Linked DNA regions of Oryctolagus cuniculus: region 2 is linked to region 1. A link is a contact called in public Micro-C data. All regions are on one chromosome and are shown on one strand. Each heading gives the region's core, a stretch centred on a gene start, on an enhancer-like site or on the middle of the called end of the contact. The rest is flanking DNA. Distances are from core to core; before and after follow the strand shown.

Evidence for each region. Hi-C and Micro-C count contacts between places; a contact is called where the count stands out from the background.
Region 2: a Micro-C map of ear pinna shows a contact between it and region 1, with 2.9 times the contacts expected there. The contact joins the promoter of LRRC58 here to the promoter of LOC103350545 in region 1. A contact is called at or near these places in 2 of 6 Hi-C or Micro-C datasets (ear pinna and an unstated tissue).

The regions. Positions count from the first base shown.
Region 1 is chr4:76,547,417-76,554,610 of mOryCun1.1, reverse strand. It overlaps LOC103350545 (transcription factor SOX-4), which reads right to left and starts at 3,429. Exons shown (of 3, transcript XM_070072191.1): 1 at 2,219-3,429; 2 at 1,097-1,206. The coding sequence starts at 3,429. The coding sequence ends at 2,446. GSK3B (glycogen synthase kinase 3 beta) reads left to right here and starts at 3,640. Exons shown (of 11, transcript XM_002716661.5): 1 at 3,640-3,929. The coding sequence starts at 3,842.
Region 2 is chr4:76,798,172-76,805,365 of mOryCun1.1, reverse strand. LRRC58 (leucine rich repeat containing 58) reads left to right here and starts at 4,178. Exons shown (of 4, transcript XM_002716657.5): 1 at 4,178-4,923. The coding sequence starts at 4,424.

The DNA of each region.
Region 1 (7,194 bases), core at 2,180-4,679:
ACCTTTACTGCGCCTCAGTTTCCACATGCAAAAATTGCAAGTGATAACAGTACTTAACTTCACAGGATTATTTTAAAGTTTAAGAGGGTTATGCACAAGGAACTGAAGAGCGCATTGGAACACTGATACACTGTAAACAATAAATATTAACTGTTAAAATTATTATGACTTTTTATGTGATTAACAGCATATGACAGGTAGAGTAGGTTTGAAAGTTCAGAGAAAATGACAGAATGTTGTTTTCAATAGTTCTGTATTCTCACACAAACTTTGTCCTCAAGTCCTAATTTTAGACTGAAATACACCCTTTTTTCTCCTATAAAATTTCCCACACTTGGTCAGGTCTTTTAAACAATATCAGTTCAAAATATTGGAAGGCAGGACAGCAAAACTAATTATAACCTTAAAGTGGACTACTTTTGTATTTATATACAAACAACCGTGTTTCCAATTTGTATAATTAAACATTTGTTATTTATTTTCCTGCTGGTGTAACTGTGAACAGGGATGGGAAGTACAGAAGGAGGCAGGATTTAAAGCTTTGCATCACAGGACATTCAGGAAACAGTGGCAAAGGTCTTTCATAATAGCATGGAGAGGCACGATTAAGATGACAGAGTTGCCAAGCACTGAGTTTGCTTTTAACATTCTTTACCCTCCCCCATAGCATCCATGACCTCATGTTCTCTTTTAATTGCAAAGAACAAGAGTCTCTACTGCTATAAAAATGCAATCTTAGGTTTGAGATTACAAATTGATTGCCTATTGGTCACATCTAGCCTGAGATGTTTTTAGTTTGGCCTGCAGGGTTTTAAAATGCTAGTAGCCAATACTTAAAAAATCCAGAGACTCTGCACAAAAATCCAACTTCAAGGTTTCTTTTGGAATAAAACCGAGTGTCTCTGAACAGAACCAACATTTTGCAAGGGCAACAACCCGCTCGCACTCAGCAGCTAGTCCCTTTAGTTAAGCATGTAAGCTCTAATTTGTCATATTCCCTATCATCCCCCACTGTCTTGCACCAGGCCAGTCTCATTTGTTTTCCTGCAAGCCCTATCTAGACTTTCCTGTCTCCCATCAAAGGTTACTTCCTTACCTCTCAAGCCCTTCATTAGTTCTGCAAAGCAGCAGCCAGGTAATCTGATCAAGTATGGGTTCTTTCACAGGTGCTTTCTGGAGATAGCATCTTAACAGAAAGGGATGACTCTGCAGGTGGAAATGACAGGCGCCACTGGATTACAGTCGGGATGGCAACTGCCCCCTCTACGTTCTCTGCTGTCCTAACACAGCCCCACCTTACTGGACGAAAGGAACTGCTTCTCTGGCAGAACAATAGACACTGGTTTATGTGTGAGGCCTTCTCCGAAACCACTTCTATAGTTCAGTGAGGCTCCCAAAGACCCAAAGCTACTATGGGCTCTTCCGACTCCCCGTTGCCTCGGAGGCTTCAGGAAATCCGGCTTGACCGCATTTCCCCTCACCTGCTTTCGGGGCCAGTTCTGAGCCGGGCGGTCGCGCCCAAGGAGCGCGCGCATCCAGCATGAGCTCATCTTTCGGGGGGCGTTTCCAGAAGGCCCGGCCCGGGCGCGCGCACCAACCACAGTGAACCCCACTCTGTCAATGGCCCCGGACAGGGCGAGGCGCGGCCGCCCATAGGCGCTACCTCTCTGGAAGCTTTGTTCGTACTTTAGCATCTGAGGGCTCGCACCCCGCTGGGGAGACCCCTTCGTCCGTCAGGCCCTTTCAGGAAAGACGCCGCTGACACTCGGCAGGCGCGATCTCGGGCTGAGGGCAGAGCCAGCCGCGCCCCGCGGAGAGCCTCTCGTGGGCGGGGGGAGCCCCTGGACCCTCTGCTCATTTGAGCGCGCCTCAGAAACCGGCCCCGCCGACCGCAGCAGTTTCGGACGGCTGAGGGGAGGGCTCGTGCTTCCTTAACTGCGGTTTCCACACCGGTCGGGAGCAGCCACAAGCGAGCCCGACACACAAGTCCGCCGCAGCCCAGTCAAGCTTCTCTCAGCTCCTGGGACCGCCGCCGAAGGCCAAACGCCAATCACGCTGCAGCTAGGTCTTGCGATTGGATGGCAGTCAGGGCCCATTGGCCACCGCTAAGGGTTTCGGCCTCCCTCCCTTTCTCTTTCGCCACCCCTCCCGGCTCCAAAGCTTCCGGCCAATGAGACGGCACCTTATAGACATCCTCCCTCCGCTTTCCTCGCCCCACCTTGGCGAGGGGGGAGGTCTTCTGACTGGCCACATGTCCTCGGAAGCCCCCTGCCCTTCGCCAATCATCGAGGGAGGTTCACTCCCAGCGGAGTTTTCCAGCCAATTACGAAGCAGCCCCAACTCGCAGCCCTGCAGCTTCACCAGCGACTCTGGGTTTCACCGTCCTTAACTCTTTAATGCTTATTCGCGAGGGCGACGACTGTGATTGGCCCCTGTTGCCCTCGTCTAATTTGTCCTCCAGCCAGCCACAGAACAAGCCGAATCCACCTTCTTTCCGTTCGGATGCCTTCGGCATTTTCCGCTCTCTAGGCGAGGCTTCCCGGGGGCCCATTCTAATTGGCTCTTCAGGCCGATCGGCTTTTTCCGGGAGGAGCCGTAAAGAAACGACGCCCGTGATTGGCTTCGCTGGGGGTTCGGCTCCGCCGCCGAAGAGGGCGGGCGTTGGGCTCGGCCGGCGATTCCCAGACGCCTGTTACGCGGGCGGCGGGGCGCGGGGCGGTATAAGGCTGGGTGGGGGAGGAAGGAGGCGGAGGACGAGTAGGAGGCGGGGAGAGGGAGGGGGAGGGGGGAAGGCGCTAGGCGGCTGCGCAGACGGAGCTCCTCACACAGAGCAGCCCCCGACCCGGGCGAATGCGGGTTTGTGCTGCCGCTGCCGCTGCCGCCGCCGCCGCCCGGGCCGAGTGACAAAGGAAGGAAGGAAGCGAGGAGGAGCCGGCCCCGCAGCCGCTGACAGGGCTCCGGACTGGGGGCACAGCACGGACACTTCCTCAGCGGACACGGAGCTGAGGCGCGGGGCGTGAGGGCGGCCGCGCTGGTGCTTTGGACGGGGGAGGGGGCCCCGAGGGAGACGGAAGCGGTTGCCGGGTTCCCATGTCCCCGGCGTATGGGGAGCAGTCGAGGAGCCGCTGCCTGGGGTCTGAAGGGAGCTGCCTCCGCCACCGCCGCCGCCATGGCCGCTGGATCCAGCCGCCGCCTGCAGCTGCTCCTGGCGCAATGAGGAGAGGAGCCGCCGCCGCCGCCCGCCTCTGACTGACTCGCGACGCCGCCGCCCTCCAGGACGCCGGGCCCCCGCCGGATCCCGCCGCTGCCGGAGCCGCAGCGTTTCCCGTCGCATCTCCGAGCCGCCCCCTCCCTCTCCCTCCCTCCTTCCCATCCCCCCTTCTCTTCAAGCGTGAGACTCGTGATCCTTCCGCCGCTTCCCTTCTTCATTGACTCGGAAAAAAATCCCCGAGGAAAATATAAAATCCAAAGTACTTATTTTCAATCAAGTATTTGTCCCCATTTCACGTGATTTTTTTTAAGGAGTCCCCCCTCCCAGGAAAGGGAGGGGAAAGAATTGTGTTTTTTTTTTCCCCTCCCCCAGCCCCAAATCATCTATATGTTAAATATCCGTACGGATCCGTCTTGAAGGAGAATACATCGCTCGTGTTTTTTTTTTTTTTTTTTTTTTTTTTAATATAGCTATACAAAAGAAGTGAAAAGCCAAGAGGACGAAGTCTTTTTTTTTCCTTTCTTGTGGGAGAACTTAATGCTGCATTTATCATTAACCTAACACCCCAATATAAAACAAAAGGAAGAAAAGGAGGAAGGAAGGAAAAGGTGATTCGGGAAGAGAGTGATCATGTCAGGGCGGCCCAGAACCACCTCCTTTGCGGAGAGCTGCAAGCCAGTGCAGCAGCCTTCAGCTTTTGGCAGCATGAAAGTTAGCAGTGAGTATTGATTTTATTTTACACCCCTTCTCCGTCTCACCCCTAAAATAAGCAACCTCGAAGTCCTAGAACCTTAACATACTAGACCTGATGGAACACTCACCAGAGCTAATGGAAAAGAGCAAGACCTGTCTTCAGTCGAGGATGAGGCAGCTCCCTCTTTTCTCCTCCCATAACCCCCTCCCTCGGTCTCATTAACCTTGAGTTCAGAGAGTACGATTTTTATTTCGATGATTCGATTTGAAACGTTTCTTGTGCTTTCCTTGCTACTGATGGTCGCCTTTATCCAGTGCTTGGGTGTTTCCACTTGGAAATTGTGATGGAAGCGTTTGCTTGCCGACCCTTTTGAATAAAGAGGACTAAACGACTCATAAACCATTATGTGCATTTGCAGAGTGTTTGTCTTTTGGAACGAGGGAGGAAATTCTGGTTAGCTCAAGTCTCGGGTTATCACAGCTTTGTGTACTTCATGGAGACATGAAATGTCCCAGTCTCCTAACGTTTCTCTTCGTGCTGGTGTAACTATACAAAGTATTTGTTCTTAACCTGGGGATGAACTTGCTCAGTAACCAGCATTCATGTGTGGAGGTGATCATCGCTCCCTCCCTTTACAAGGGGCTGATGGGAACAGATAAATATCCAGCAGCAGTAGCATCTCCAAATACATTGTCTTGAATTGGATAAGTGGTTTAATCTGTTATCTCTTAACCTTCCTGTTTTGGCATTACCAATCTGCCACCATATAATTTGTTTAATCAAAAGGTAACTTGGAAGGAGGTCCAAGTTTTGATTGAGGCGTATGTTGTCATAATGCCAGATACTAAGTTAAATGTTAATTGTCACTGACTCATTGTCATTTAAGTTCAATTTTGACGTGCTGTTGCATTTGTTACTTGTTAAAATATTCTAGAGTACAGAGGATTCCTTTTTAGGAATACTTAAAATATCCTTGCATCAGTTTTCTTGTAGATAAGATTGAATTTAGTTAGAGGAACATAGATTTAGTCCTTTCCATCATAGTTTTTGCAGAAGGTTGTCCTTCTGGAAATGGTAGGGCTGTCTGGGATGTGGTCTCAGGGTTGTTACCAGACTGTACTTTCACAAAGTCTGTTTTCTTGAGGTGTTTGTTATACTAAGTATCCAGTGATCCCACAGAGCTCTGTTTGTGAAGGGGTTTGTGTGGCAATTAATGGCAGGTTATTTAAATATACTTCCAGATTTTGACAAAAAAAAATGTTTATATTGTTTCCTTATTCTCTGAGAAAGGGGCATGAAGAGGGCAAACTATTTTGTTGCCTAGAGGAGCTAAGAGAACTGAAGAGCCTTAAACAGTAGATTCTGTTATGTGGACTTGATTACATCCTTAAGCAATATAAAATGTTTACTTTTAATTGAACTCAAGATTCCAATCACTTTGGCTTTTGGAACTTGCCTGAAACAGGATAGTCCAAGGTAATAGCTGAATGGGAGATTATTTTTGAGTTAATTTTTTTTTCAGTGACTAGCTAGTAGAGAATGCAGAGTATGTAAAGAGGGAAGCTGATTATGCATCTTTTTAGAGAAGGGTCATGCTTTCTAAGCCCTTCATGGGGTCATTTGAAAGAAGTTTTTTATTCTGGGGGTAATTTTTAGCTATGATGAAGCAAATATTACAATAGCTAATTAAGAGCCTCTTGTGATACTGCAGTGATTGTATGTTTTACATCTTGGTAATAATTAAAAAACACTGAAAGTCAGTTTTAGGAATATAATTATTAGATGTATTTCAGAGATCTATAATGCTAGTGTATAATGCTAAATTCTGGGATTTTATATTTTGTTTCTAGGATTTTCTTTGAAGATGACTCCTTAATTCTTGATGGCATACATGTTGACCAAGAATGGTGTGATTTTTGTAAAGTATGTAGGTTAAAATGTTTGATTTTCTGTTATCATGTCCTTCAACTTAATATTTAAAAAGTTGGAATTTATTGCTGAATATGCATTTTTGATAAGCCTAGCTTTAGGGATATTTAGAAGAAAGGGGAGTCATTAGGCATTTGTTAGGTGCTGGTGTTTTCAGGACCCATGTTCAAAAGAGATACATATGAAATTATAGTCCTTGGCTTCAAAAAAAGCTGGTCACTTAGTAGTAGAGGCAATTTATGGGAAAAACAATGAAAACAATGGCATTACGACTGCAAGGCAAAATACAAATTGAATCCTTTGTTCAGAGGGACAAAGAATAAAGGGGTGAGACATGCATTGGAGGGAGAAGGCTTCCTGTAGAGAAGGTGTGCTTTTAAGACAGGTGTTAAAGAAGGCTGTGTCTTGAATTGGTGGAGAAGCATGAAAGATTCTAGGTGAAAGGACTCCAGGCACAGAGATGGTGAGTTTTGTAGGAGAGGCAATAAATAAGCTGGTAAATCTGAATTATAAAAGCCTAAGTAGGAAAATAACAGGTAAAATTTGAGAAATATTGGAAGGATAGCTGACAGAGGGCAAGGGGTCTGAAAAAGTTTGACATTCATGAGAGCTCTGAACAGTTTTTTTTTTTTATAAACTTTATTTATTTTAATTTTATTGGAAAGGCAGAGAGACAGATCTTCTCATCTGCTGCTTCACTCCACAAATGGTCACAACAGCCAGGGCTGGACCAGGCCTAAGGCAGGAGCTGGAACTCAGTCTGAGTCTTCCACTTGGGTGGTAGAAACCCAAGTCCTTAAGCTTTCATCTGCTGCCTCCTTGGATGTGCATTAGCAGGAAGCAGAGGAGCTGGGACTAGAACTGGCCCTGCCATGTGGGATGTGAGTTGTACCAAACACCCACCCCTGAACAAGGTATTTGAAGATGATTTGGGCAGCTAAGTTGAATTAGAGTAGAACTATATTAGAGCCCTTTAGGGAGATGCTAGTGTATGTTGTGAATCATGAGGGAATAAAATAAACTGAAAATGGGATGAAAGGAACAGATTTGAGAGATGGTGTGAAGAAGAACTGGCAGGGTTTTGGATTGGACTGAAGGGGACTATTTGTGAACAAGTCAGGAGTTAAAAATAAATTCTGAGGTTATTGGTCTGGAAGACTTGACCGCTGAGTTACATTGTTAATTGTAATGGGAAAATTGAGAAAGTGCTGAGATGCAACTGTAGATGAGTTAACTTTTTAAAAAAAGTTTCATATAGGATAAGTTGCCTTGAAATTCATCAGACAGCAGTTATTGGCAATTATATTTAACTTTCCAGTCTAAAATTGCACTAATTCTAATTTTTCTATACCTACAAATG
Region 2 (7,194 bases), core at 2,929-5,428, 250 kb before region 1:
AATCAATGTGCAGAGAAATTAAGCAACAAAATTAAGTAAAGAGAAATTTGATTTCTAGAGGTGTGTTTTGAAACTTTTAGCTGGTAAAGGCAAAGTCCACTCTTCTAACCACATACCCATATTCTGCCTCCCAGCCAGCATGGTTATGAAAGCATTCTCCCTTCAGATCACTTACTGGTTTTCAGCAGTCAATAGGTCAATAGGGTACATCTAAAGTAGGTATGCCAAAATTATTCATGTGTTTATTTCATTCACTCACGATTTACTGAGTGCCTACTATGTCTCACAGGATTTAATTCGAAACAGACACATCTCCCGCCTTCTGGGAGCCCAGCCCAGGTGGCTGAAGGAGAGGGACATTCGTTTGGTCGCCTACCTTTTCAATAACTTCTAGATGGGATACTTATCCTGAGATGTTTTCCATTTGACCAAGCATATACAGCATAATGGTCAACTTTTGCCAAGTGGAGAAACAGGCCAAGCACTTTTCCACCTCTCTGTAATCCTGGGTCCTTTCCCCAGGTAATGCATCGTGTGGTCTCCTGGGACCCTCAAGTCCCCCAGCAGACCTTCAGCTAGCAACAGATGGACTCCATTGTCGGCAGGATCCACAGGCTCCCAAAGCTGGCTCATCTCCCAGAAGGTCATCACGACGCTGCAGCTGATTGGATGGTTTCAAGGAACACTTCAGGTTTGGCGTGTGCTGCTTGCCCGGGGCTCATCTCAAAGCACTGAAGAAAGACAGTTCTGCGGTAGCTCAAAGAGGGCTTCTTACAATGAGCAATAAGGAAACTCTCACGTTAACCCAGTTGTTAGCAAAGCTAGCCTCGGAGAAGCTGTACTTAGAGTGTCATTCTGGACATAAGGCAGCCTGAGTCCTCGGCAGTGGTATTTTATGAATCTTTGCACTTACAAGGAGTCTACAAAAATTTTGCGGAAAATTCACATTATTAAAAAACTGTGCATGGATTTCAAAACTTTCCTGCAATAAATGTGTATTATAGCTCCATTTTCCAAGGACTTTTTGAGGTACCTTTGTATGTTCCACAATCAATAAAAATTAGCAGCTCTGTATGTGTCTACTTCTTTCTGATCTGCTACCAATTAGGATTCCCTCTAAGTTCTTTAAATTCCTGGAAAAGAATGTAGGAAAAAATGACCTCTGCTTTTATCCATTTGGGCAGTGTCTTAAAACCAATAAGCCACCTGCCAGTCTGCCAACAGACTTACCTCATCAGATAGATCCACCACGGTTCTAAACGGTGGTGGTCCTGGAGCAGGGCCATGTGATATAATTTTCTATAATAAACTTCATTTGATTCATGTGCCTCTCATCCAAGTGCCCTACTCCAGTTTTGTGTCAGAGGCCCACAAAACTCCCAACCCCAAACAAATACCCTACAATCCTAACAGTTCCAGTACTTTGAGCACCATAAATAGATGAATTCCATTTGTTATACTGATCACACTGTATTTGCAAATCTTATAATTGCTTTGAATCATTTTTTTAAAGATTACGCTGGGTGCAAGAGAACAGTGTGGTGCAATGGAAGGATCATGGACTCTGGAGCCCTGTGGACCCAAGGCTGAACTGCTACCAGGCCTCTTACTCTCTGCGTGATGTCAGTTACCCAGCACTTCTGAGCCTCAGCTTCCTTGTCTCTAACACAGGGAAACAAATTTCCTTTTGATAAATTTGATGTGGTCAATAAAATTACATTTAAAATTCTTGATAATATAGGTGCTTTATAAATATAACTTCAACTAAAACAGTATTTATAAATACATTCAGCTATTCAAAAGATAGAGTATCTACTTCGAACCAGGCATGTGTTACAGATGGAAGACAGAGTAGTGAGAAAAGCAGTTCCTCTCTACAAGGATCTTACAATCCAATCTAATTATTAAAAAAAAAAAAAAAAAAAGAAGGACACTCAACACAATCAATTCAAATTATCTGCAATAAATCATCCGAGGTAGTGGTAGGGTATGTGCTACTTATGGGGTAGAATACAAAAATGAATAAAGATATATAGATAGATAATTTGGATCAGAGATAAGCATTTTTTACTGAAATTTATAGTTTTCTTGCCAATTGTTTCAAAAAGCCAGACACTGCTTGTAACTTTCAGAAGATGGTTTCTGAGGAGTTTTTTTTTTTTCTGTCAATAATCTGGTTACATTTATCTTAAATTCAATAACTAGATAGCTGAGTCTTTATTATAGCAAAATAATTCATACTACAGCTCAGCAAGCAGTAGGCTTTCAAAATCTATCAGTTCACTTACTTCTTTCCTGTACACCAGCTTTATTCTTGCAACTTCCGTAGTTACTGTCCTGAAGTATTCAACTTGCTCCCAGGAGGCATCTTTATTATTGGGAATATCTTTTCCCCTTTAATTTCAATGATTTGTAAACTTAATAATTCTATTTTTGAATCACATTCAAATTATTTTCCTCATTTTACATTATTCTTTATCACATTCTCAAAGCATAGAACTTTATTATTATTATTAAAGGTTTATTTATTTAAAAGGCAGTTACAGAGAAGCAGAAGCAGAGGCAGAGAGAGAGAGGGAGAGAGAGATAGAGTCTTCCATCTGCTGGTTCACTCGCCAAGTGGCTGCTCAATGGCCAGAGCTGGGCCGACCCAAAGCCAGGAGCCAGAGCTTTTTCTGGGTCTCCCATGCAGATGCAGGGTCCCAAGGACTTGGGTCATCCTCTACTGCTTTCCCAGGCCATAGCACAGAGCTGGATCAGAAGTGGAGCAGCTGGGACTCGAAGCGGCGTCCATATGGGGTGCAGACACTGCAAGTGGCGGCTTTACCCACTAGGCCAAAGCACTGGCCCCTATTAATTGCTATTAATATTATTTATTTTAAAGAGTTACAGAGAAAGGAAAGAGAGAAAGAGATCTTCCAACTGCTGGTTCACTTCCCAAATGACCACAAGAGCCAGGGCTGGGCTTGGCCGGAGCCAGGAGCTTCTTCCGGGTCTCCCATGTGGGTGCAGGGGCCCAGGGACTGCTGCTTTCCCAGGCTCACTAGAGCAGGGATCTGGATCGGAAGTGGAGCAGCCAGGACTGGAACCAGTGCCAACTTGGGATACCGTAAGTGCAGGTAGTGGCTTAACCTGCTGAGTCACAGTGCTGGCCCCAGAACACTATTAGTTTAAAATCATTGCAGTTTTCACATACTAGGGCAACTGCCAGAATGTTAGCTCGATCCAAAACAAGGCCTATTTTATAAAGGACTCTTTCAAGCAGGAGACTCCAGAATGTAGGTTTTACAAACATTCCACCCTTGGATTAAATTGAGTTTATCCTCCAGTGACTACAATTCAACCAGAAGTGAAAGTTAGGTTCTGGCTAAGAGACATAACATTTCTCAAATGACTGGCAAGAAAAACTTTTATCCTTCTTTCTTTAGGAGAAAAGCAACTTAATGTCATTGACTACAACCAATCATTTAAGTTTCTTATTCATACGCTTTGCCAGAAAATGAAAAAGCACAGTATTTTTCTCATTCCTACTCATGACTTGTAAACATTCTAAAAAGTAATTTCAGAAAACACTGAGTTTGGAACAAAGATGAAAATATATCACTTAAAATTACCAAATTAAAGCCAGTTAGGATTTTTCCACCACGATTGTCAGATTCATTCTTAATCACAATTTAGAGCAACGACCAGAGGTGCAAGTACAATTAGGATAGGCAAAACGTCCTTACTTGCCATATCTCTAGACTTTTTTTCGTTTTAAAACAATCCTTTACCGCAAGTAGCCTAGGTATTACCCGTATTTTATGGCTGGAATCCCTGAAATCAAAACCCTCGTCCAAAGCCACCAGGCTATTTAATAACAGGGTTCTGATTTCTAGCCCAGCTATTGCCCTTTGTTAATTCCCAGACTTCTAATGCCTTGGGTTGGCTGTGACCAAGTTGAACCACACGAAATTCCTGAGTTCTCAAAGAACCCTGCAGTCCAGGGGCCCCAGTCCGCACGGGGCGACCGAGTGGGCGGCGCGCCCATGACGCGCGGACCCATAGGCCAGATAACCAGTCTCCTGCGGCTGTTTACAGGGGCGGTCCTGGCGCCTGGGGGCAGGGCAGCAGCCTCCAGCCCCTATAAAGCCGAGCCGCCCGGGCCGGCCCCCAGCCAAAGGACAACGGAGCGGGCCCGGGACGGCTACCCCAGCGCCGCGCGCCCCCACGCCGCCCTCTCTGGCCGCCCGCGCCGTGCGCCACGTGAGGCGGAGCCCGCCCCCGAGCAGCGCGCGCACCGCGGCGCCTCGCGTCGCGTGACTCGGCCAGGGCGCGCGGGGTTAGCGGCCGCCCGCGCCACTTCCGACGCAGCCGTCGGTTCAGGTTCCGGGGCGCAGCGGCGCGCCAGGCCTGGGGATCGCCGCGCAGGGCGGTGGCCAGGATGGAGGAGGCCGGAGCGGGGGTGGCCACGAACGGGGAAGCAGAACTGAACTGGTCCCGCCTCAGCGTGTCTCTCGAGACGCTCGAGTCGGAGCTGGAGGCGCGGGGCGAGGAGCGGCGGGGCACGCGGGAGGCGCTGCTGCGGCTGCTGCTGCCCCACAACCGTCTGGTGTCGCTGCCGCGGGCGCTGGGCAGCGGCTTTCCGCACCTCCAGCTGCTGGACGTGAGCGGCAACGCGTTGACCGCGCTCGGGCCGGAGCTGCTGGCGCTGCGCGGCCTGCGCACGCTGCTGGCCAGGAACAACCGCCTCGGCGGGCCTGGTGCGTTGCCCAAGGGCCTGGCCCAGTCCCCGCTCCGCCACAGCCTCCAGGTGCTCAACCTCAGCGGCAACTGCTTCCAGGAGGTGCCCCCCTCGCTGCTGGAGCTGCGCGCGCTGCAGACCCTCAGCCTGGGCGGCAACCAGCTGCAGAGCATCCCTGCCGAGATCGAGAACTTGCAGAGGTGAGCGGGGGCCCTGCCAGGGGCCGGGTGAGGGTGGGGGCTAGGAGAGCCTGGGGCGGGGTCTGGGGACCCCGTGACCCCGAGCCTGGGCGCCCTGCGTTTGTCATTAACTCTTCTTCCAGGCTCTCTTTTACCTGTTGGGTGGTCAGTCAAGCCCGACCGGCCCAGCAAATTGCAGTAAAGGTATCCTAAGATTGCGTTTGCAACACCGTTTGCTTCTTGCTTTTGATCTAAGCAGATTTGCAAAGCAGTTTTTTTCTCTTCTTCCTTAGGTGTGGAGAGTGATCTGAACTGCTACTCCAGATGGTGTAAATCTTACTTGCTCAAAAGCCTCTCTACCTATAGGTCAAAGGACATGCCCCTTAGCATGACCTGACTTTCCATTGCATTGCCAATTCTCTCTTCCCTGTAGCAAGAGAAGCACTGTTCGTTTGTGGAGCTCAGTGAGCCATGCACGTTCCCAGCATATAGGGGAAGCTGCCCGCAGGCACCCGGTGGCACCTAGTGGGTACTAAATAAGTATGTATGGAATAGATGCATTGTCTCTGCATGTGCTGTTCTCTTTGCCTGGAATGAGTTTTTTTTTGCTTGGCAAACTCCTATTCATCTTTCAGAACCTGTCTCAAGGGTCACCTCCGTGATTTCCTCCTTTAATGCTCCCTGGACAACTATTCCCTAAAGTGTGCTTCTGTACCTCATTCATCCCACCATTACCTTTACCTTACTGAATATTATTCCTTGTCTTTGGAGGCTGCCTGCCTCAACCTTACTGGATTTTTCAGTTAATGGAAGGAGGCAGAGACGCAAAATAAGAAAAGTCGCCAAAAGGTGCCCCAAGCGGGAGAGGGAAATCCAGAGTGAAAACAGAAGGGTCTTCTGCTTTTAAAACATTTTCATACCCTTTCTTGAATTTTCAACAACAACAGGATCTTATCTCTGAATGAGACCTCAGAGTTAAGTGTAATGAGAAGACCATTGGCCTGGGAATAAGAACTCTTGGTGTCCCAGCCTTGGGCAAATCACTTAACATAGCCTACCATGGCTTCCTAATCTGCAAATGAGGCACTTGGACAAGATGTCCTTTTGTTCACCTTTCAGCAGATGCTGACGGAGTTGCTGGAGTTGCTACAGGTGTCGGGCACTGTCCCAGGTGCTGGGGGTGTGGTGGTGGACATGGTCTTCCCCTCATGGAGCTGACAAACCAGTGGAGAAGACGGACATTCAACAACTGACTATAAGCCTAATTATAATTACAATGGCTATAAGTTCTAGAAGACATGTAAGATGTCTTGAAACAAAATAGCAGGGAAACCTGACATATTTTGGTCCTTGAACAAGTGACATTTGAATTAAGCTTTTGAAGGAAGGCTAAGAATAACTGGGGGTGGCAGACATAGGGATCAGCCCTGTTGGAAGGAACTGCATATGTGAAAGCTCAGAGGCAAGAAGGAGAGTAGCCAAAAATCTGAAGGGTAGACATGGGACATACTAGGAAGTGATCGAGAGAGAAAGTGGCCAGTCAGGCCATGGTAGATCCTGAGGGAGGTGGTGAAGTTTGGATTTTATTTCAAGTGCACATGGAAGAGTTCTAAGCACCTGTGTCTTGTTGCTGTGCAAGACTGAAGTAGGGAGAGGGTGGTGAGATGAGAGACATTCGAGGCCATCCATTAGGGTGAGAGATGATGGCTTATGCCAGGATGATATCTGGAGAGATGGTAAGACAGAAAAGTGGGAGAGAGCTTTAGAGATAAAAGTGATAGGCCTTGGTTCCTTTGGATTTTAGTGTTAGGTGTTTCCAACCTTCTCAATTTGAATTTTCTCAATAGAAGAGGAACCCAGTGCAAGTGTTAGTTCCATGACATGGTTAAAAAGGTAGATAGGCAAATGATGCAGCAGGCTGTCATAGGTGCTCTAAATATATTTTTCCTGCCTTATTATTTTATAGGATATTATCTTTTTTGAAGTGATATGTATTTTTATTTATTTCTTATTACCAAGAAGCCTTCTATTTAAGGAATGCATTTCATATATACAGATTCAGGAACATTCTTCCCACCCTACCCTCCTGCCCACCCATGCTCCCGCCCTTCTTCCTCCTCCCTCTCCTATTCCCATTCTTATTTTTTACAAAGATCTATTTTCAGTTAACTTTATACTCCTAAGATTAACCCTACACTAAGTAAAGAGTTCAACAAATAGAATGAAAAAAAAAAAAAAGACATTGTTCCTCAACAGTTGAGACAAGGGCTATTCAAAATCATCTCATCTCAA